2 separate regions of the Mus musculus genome follow, and region 1 is linked to region 2. A link is a contact called in public promoter capture Hi-C data. All regions are on one chromosome and are shown on one strand. Each heading gives the region's core, a stretch centred on a gene start, on an enhancer-like site or on the middle of the called end of the contact. The rest is flanking DNA. Distances are from core to core; before and after follow the strand shown.

What was found. Capture Hi-C pulls out chosen DNA fragments and counts their contacts.
Region 1: a promoter capture Hi-C map of adipose tissue shows a contact between it and region 2. The contact joins the promoter of Zfp426 here to the promoter of Zfp560 in region 2. A contact is called at or near these places in 1 of 39 promoter capture datasets (the SN4741 cell line), 1 of 484 Hi-C or Micro-C datasets (CD4 T cells), 1 of 115 datasets of contacts at active chromatin or transcription factors (effector CD8 T cells) and 3 of 9 other capture datasets (adipose tissue, liver and pancreatic islet).

The regions. Positions count from the first base shown.
Region 1 is chr9:20,491,023-20,494,523 of GRCm38.p6, reverse strand. Zfp426 (zinc finger protein 426) reads left to right here and starts at 1,778. Exons shown (of 9, transcript NM_001110309.1): 1 at 1,778-1,826; 2 at 2,073-2,138.
Region 2 is chr9:20,383,786-20,387,317 of GRCm38.p6, reverse strand. Zfp560 (zinc finger protein 560) reads left to right here and starts at 2,160. Exons shown (of 7, transcript NM_001004190.3): 1 at 2,160-2,301.

The sequences.
Region 1 (3,501 bases), core at 529-3,028, 110 kb before region 2:
TTCGGAAGAGCAGTGTACTGGCTAGTTTTGTGTCAACTTGACACAGGCTGGAGTTATCACAGAGAAAGGAGCTTCAGTTGGGGAAATGCCTCCATGAGATCCACTTGTAAGGCATTTTCTCAATTAGTGATCAAGGGGGAAAGGCCCCTTGTGGGTGGTGCCATCTCTGGGCTGATAGTCTTGGGTTCTATAAGAAAGCAAGCTGAGCAAGCCAGTGGAAGCAAGCCAGTAAGAAACATCCCTCCATGGCCTCTGCATCAGCTCCTGCTTCCTGACCTGCTTGAGTTCCAGTCCAGTGTGGAATTGTAAGCTGAAACCCTTCCCTCCCCAACTTGCTTCTTGGTCATGATGTTTGTGCAGGAATAGAAACCCTGACACTAAGACAAGCAGTTAGTGCTCTTAACCGCTGAACCATCTCTCCAGCCCACACCCCAGTTCCTTTCTTTAAAAAAAATTTTTTTTTTTTTTTGCCAGCTGGGCAACATGACCCTGGGTCAGATCTATTTGAAAAGAACAACACTGGTGTACTTAAATAATCTTGGCAATATTTTTGTGTAAATAACCCATCTGACCAAGTGGCTAGACTTGTAGTCTCCTGTCTCTTAAATTGTTCAAAGTCTAATCAGGGGCTGGGACCTAGAGGTTTTAAGGATGAGTGTGTGTAAAATGCCTAACTCTAAGGTATATATAATTACATTTGAGGTCAACTCATATTTGGCCATGTGCTTTAGTAAAGAGCTTTTCCTTGAGCTCTAAGTGTGCAGTAAGAAAGTCTGCCTTTTCACTGAGAAGTCATACTGGCATATTGTTTCTGAAGCAACGCAAGCCCCTGGTTGAGCAAGTTCATGGCAGAGAGGGTAAATGGGTCTCTTGACAAACTGATCTTGCATCCTGTAATAGATCAGGGCCATAAATGCTTTTACTTTCGTCAGAAAGTGATTATAGCTTCATTTCTCTTTGACTCGCATTGACCAACAGATGTCAGCAGAATTCAGCCTAGTAACATTACAGTTTTCAGCCTCTCAACTGTTGCGTGGTTAAACTGGCTCTTCATTCATGTTATTAGGGACCATCAGTAACCAGGAGTGTCGAATCTGAGTGACTGGGCATTTTTCCTGTGACTTGAGATGACAAAAACCCGGATTTGAGCTTACTGTTTGCTTAGGGCATTCAATAGAACCGGGGACTTGGGAAAACAGTTGCTGGGAAAGATGCAGATACGCGGTTAAGACGAGTTCAAGACCCACCCAGTAACTACTTCAGGATTCTCAGTCAGAAACCCAGTTATTTCCATTGGGCTCCTGAGGCTGGTGGAATGGGCTTAGGTAGGGTAAATCTGTTGAAGCACCCTTTATGGTCGCAGCCTACGAAATACAATTTCAACATCTTGAGAGGTCTAGATGATTACGGAAGCGAGACTGCCTTCTGTTTCCTACTGGACTAGGGTGCACTAGAAAGCAAGGGTTCTAAGAATGCAGCGATGGCAGGCAAAAAAATTTCCTGAGCGGACGCTGGGTACCCACAAGAAACCCTGTGGTTAAAGGACTTACTGGTCCTGGCACCACCGTTGCCCGGCTCACAGCCTGGATTCTAATTCTGTCTTGTCCTGGAGACCAGCGTCGGCCTCCAGCTCCCGCGGTGAAGCCCTTACAGCCCCTCCGCCCTGACACTGCGGAGAAACTAGAAATCTGACAGGAATTCAACCGAGGTAGACTCCCGGGCCTGGCTCTGCAGCAGACCGAGCGCGAGCGGAAGTGACGTCATGCCCGCGCCCGTCTCTTCCGGCTCTTATCTGCACTGAAGAGTTGCGGAGTTGCCTGGCATTCGTGAGTTCTGCGGTACAAGGACTACCTGGAGGCGGAGGGGGAGATAGAGAACGAGAGTGCAGAGCTCTGCTCCGCTTGCCACGGCGCCTCCGGGCGCGGCCAAGCCTGAGTCCTCTCTGGCTGTCAGTCGCCAGGCTGGGGAAGTGCCCAGAGGGCGGGCCTGGCGATGGCTGCGGCTACGATGCTGCTCTTCAAAAGCCGCCCAAGCAAATTCTGTGCGAAAGGCTCTTTTATTTTTCTCCTCAGAAATGAAATTTTGCCGGAGTAGTTGGAGTGATCAGCGCCATACACCTTGCGATTTCAGCGCCTCTGGTGAGCACTCAGTGAAAGGTCGCTTTTGGAAAAAGCCGTATTCCCTTTTAAAAAAATATTAGAGACGAATGTCGGGGTGAGAACTTAATTCATATTGTTAGATTGTACTTTATTTAGTGAGTGCGTGTTTTATTTTGACCATTAGTTTCAGATACAGAGACAAATTTCTTAGTTACTTCGAATGTACGTCTTTCTTGAGAGAATATAAACATTGGTAGACCTCCAGCCCATTCATAAAAACCTAGCGGGCAAGCCTTTACTCACGGCACACAGGTGGCAAAAGGATTTCTGTGAGTTCTTGGCTAGTCTGGTGTACAAAATGAGTTCCAGGCCAACCAGTGCTACGTGGTGAAATACTGTATTTATTAAAAAACAAACAAGCAAAAACCTAACAAACAATAATAGTGAGCTTTTTTCCACCTCCAAAGTTCCTAGGCCTGTGTTTGTTTCCTCATCCCTTTATCTCTCTGTGCTAGTGGTCCATTCAGGGCCTTGTGCGTGATACACATACTTTTCTCTTCGTTCTTAGATCTGTTCATCACTAAACTGCTTGGAGCTCACAGAAGAAATGTGGAAAGCTAGATTATTAAAAATCATAGAATTAACTATTAAGAAGATTGATAAATTAGTGTTCTCTCCCCAACAATCCCCCCCCCCCCATTTCTCTTTTTAAAAAAAACTTAGACGTACTAGCATATTTGATGGTCCAGTATCTGTTATGCTGCAGTCACCTCTTGCAGCAGTCCGTGTCTACTCTTTCCCCAGCAAGATATATTGTATGGTGACTTGTTTGCTAAGATGTAAACTGAAAATAAAGGGCAACATGGTAGCACATAGCAGTGATCTCAGGAGTTGGAGCAATAGGAACATGATTTCTTTTCTTTTCTTTCTTTCTTTTTTTAGATTTATTTATTTTATATATGTGACCACACTGTCACTGTCTTCAGACACACCAGAAGAGGGCATCAGATCTCATTGTAGATGGTTGTGAGCCACCATGTGGTTGCTGGGATATGAACTCAGGACCTCTGGAAAAGCAGCCAGTGCTCTTAACCACTGAGCCATCTCTCCAGCCCCAGAACATGATTTCTATGCCAGGATAGTTACATAGTTTCAGGCCAGTCCAGTCTGCATAGTTATACCCCTATCTCCGAATAAACAATAATAGATACAACACTTGACTGTTAAATACTTGGTAATGTACCACCTAGATTAGGACATTGTCTTACTGAAAGCAAAATATTATTAGATTCAATCAAGAAAATTAAAGAATAGAGTTATTTGGGTATTCAGCTCAGTTGATAGAGTGTTTGTGTGTTATCCACAGACCCCTAGGTTCAGTTCCTAGTACCACATAAACTGA
Region 2 (3,532 bases), core at 911-3,410:
CTTCCCTGCAGGACAGAATATTTCACCTCTTAGTAAATAACCTGTGACTTAAAGAACTTTTCCTGTAGGACATCCTGTGTCTTTCCAGTTGATGTGCCCAGCCATTGCTCTTAGGAGCTCATGGGTGTTTTGGTCATGTCTAGAACACAGTGTTCACAATACTCCTTTCCATCCTCCAGTTTATATTCATTTAACCCTTGTTTCCTCGATGTTTCATGGGCCTTGGAAAGAAGGATACTGATTTCCTATTTAAGGCCGAGAACTGAAGAGTCGCTTATTCTTAGCACTTTGATCTATTATAAGTCTCTGCATTACCCACTGCCCACTGGGGGTGGTGAGTGAAAGGCCAGGGTTGAGAGGAGCATCAATATATGGGTACAAACATTTAGAAAGAAAAATTAACAAACAACAACATTTAGCAAAGCCAAAGTAGTAAGACACTCCCCTTCCCCAGAGTCTACAGTTTATTCTGAGTCTATTAGCAGGAACAAGAAGATAAACCTACTTTTTCAGGCTTTTCCTACTCATGTCCCCCCAAATTTTCATCTTTCTATTCTGCTTTAGTAAAGATCTAGGAACATACAGTCACTAGAAGAATGTAGTGACAGGAGAGACTGTAAGAGTTACAGTAATATTAAACATATAAAAGCCAGTTGGCAGAAAAAGACTTCCTCATGGAAGTCTTTTTATATAACATGTACAACATATATGAAGCATGCTCAAAAGAAGCCCTCACATACTTAGGAGTGGCAGGTACTATATAAATGTCATGATAAGGGTCATAAGGAACAGATTTCATTTTCTAGGCTCTTTGCTCTCTAGACCACTCCCATTCTCAAGAGTGCTCCTCACCCCCTTTAAGCCCTTTCCTTCCTTTCTTTCTCTTGTGTGTGACCCTATATTCCTGACTAGTTTGAAACTATTTATGTAGACTTGACTGGACTCAACTCACACTGTTTCCGACTCTTGCAAACTCTGAATTTAAAAAAGTGTGGGTCTCAAAAGAGTCCGGTCCCCAATGAAGGAGCTAGAGAAAGGACCCAAGGAGATGAAGGGGTTTCCAGCCCTATAGGAGGAATAACAATATGAACTAACCAGTACCCCCAGAGCTCCCAGGGACTAAACCACCAACCAAAGAGTACCCATGGTGGAACTCATGGCTCCAGCTGCATATGTAGCAGAGGATGGCCTAGTTGGTCAGCAATAGGAGGAGAGGCCCTTTGTCCTGTGAAGGTTCTATGCCCCAGTTTAGGGAATGCCAGGGCCAGGAAGCAGGTGTGGGTGGGTTGGTGAGCAGGGGGAGGGGAGAAAGGATAGGGGGTTTTCGGAGGGGAAAGCAAGAAAGGGGACATTTGAAATGTAAATAAAGTAAATATCTAATAAAAAAAGTGTGGGTCACTATGCCTGGTCCCAATTTTCTTTTAGTTATTATTTTGTATAATGTGGTTAAGAGTGCAGGTGCACGTGTGCCGGCCTGAGGACAACTTGTGGAAGTTCGGCTCGCTCATCGGGTCTTGAACTGAGGTTATCATCAGGCTTGGAGGCAAGCTTCTTTACTCTGTGAGCCATCTCATCCACCCTACTTTCCTTTTCGTAATAAACTGTCTTTACTTCGAAAGGCGTGTTTCTCGTCTAATTCTGTGACTAGAGACACAAGTACCTGGATACTTAAGTGGGTGCATTAAGGCTCACAAACCTAACAGGAGCAACACTGGGTGACGTGTGCGCTTTGACAGGTCTGTCCTGTGTCCACACGGGCACAACTCCAGTCGTTGGTCTGGTTGTCAGGCCAGCAGTCTCTAAATCGAGTTGGGGTAAAGCCACTCTTGGGGCAGGAATCGGTAACTGCCCTGCCTGAAGGGGCGTAAACTCAGGGTAAACTGAAGCGCCCGAAGCCGGAGGACACTTAAGTCGAAGAAAACAGCAGTGACATCAGCCGCCCTCCGCAGTCTCTTACGCTCCAGCCCTTGGTTGCAGAGTTCTTTTTCCATCTCTGTGGTCGTCAACTTGTATGAGACGCTGGCGACACTAAATAAATTCTTGCTCTGAACGTCTTCCAAACAGCCCGCGCAGTGGTCGGAACTGGTCCTGCAGCCCCAGGCCGGGAGCGGAAGTGCCGTTGGCGGTGTTACCTTCCGACTCTTCCGGCGCGAGCTCTAGGGTGTGAAGCTCCTTTGTTCCTCAGAGGCGGGGTCCGCCCCTCGGCGGCTGCACTTCCTCGGGCTGTGCGGGCCAGCGCGGCCGGAACCTCCGCTGCGCGCTTGGTTCTCTGTCTTTATTTTCAGGAATTGGCGAGTTCAGGTGAGTGCGAGGTGAAAGCTGTTGAGAGGGCTTTGCCACCTTGTATTTACAAACGCGTGTGTCGTCAGAAATACGGCATCCTCTTCGCACGTCCCTTATTTGTTTCCAACACTTAGTTACATTTGGGTAGAAAGCCATCTCTTTAGTTGTCGGTGTGCTTGTAAACGCGTGTGTACTGGAAAAACAAAAAACAACAAACAAAACCTTAAACCAGTATTCACTCATTGTAGCGGAATTTCTTAGGCCCTACCTACAGGATTCAAAACAAGGACCTGTAGGAGGAATGGGTGGAGACTATTGAAGTATTCGGGTTGATTTATTTCTGCAAAAAATGTTTGGGTGAGTTGTGTTGATGGAAAAAAAAAATAGCTCTGGCCTTAAAGGAAATAAAAGTTGATCCTGAACCAAATAATGACAATGACCAGAAAAATATGTGTTTCCCCAAAATAACATGTTCCATTGTGGAAGTGGTTACATGACTTATTAGTGTTTTTATTTATTTATTTATGGGTGTTTTATTTGGTCATTTCTTGTATATGTGGATAGTTGGTTATGGCAAAGCGACAAAATTCAGCCTATATTCTTGGGCAGCTTGTAGCAATTGGAGAAGCTTAATATTTAATAAAGGAAATAAATATGAGACTGCAAATTGATGAAGACTCAAAGTTGAGGGCTATATTTTTCCTGTCTTTGTATGGTAATAGGTAAAATAAAGAAAAAAATGGCGATTTAATCCAAAAATACTAGATGTTGGAGTTAGTGATGCTGAAGGGAGTGGGAAATAGTCATCTCTCCCTCTTCCTAAAGTATTAGCGAGTGTTGGGACTGCCTTTTTCAGTGTGTCACCTGAGTCTCTTTGGAGATCATTGTTCTTGTTTGTTAGGATTGACAGAGGCAGTATGATAATGAAAGAGAGAGGAGACCTCAGCAGAAGGAGGTTGTCCTTTCCTGGGAAGGTGGAGAGTGTGTGTCGAGGGGCTTGGGGTTTGAGAGGGCAGAAAAGAGACTGGAAATTTCATCTGTATGTTTGTTCTTTGTAGTCTTAGGACGGAGACATGCCAGTAGTTGCTTTATCATATGTTGAGTGTTTTTGTAAGGTTTTCCCTGGCTCCTGACTGCAGATCATGTTCTCTTCAGTGTTGGCTTTCTAGTCAGTATGCTGAGTCAGGAGTTTCTCAGCCCCTCTGATGCCCTTTACTTTAGATTATTAACTCGCCAGTGTAATGTTACA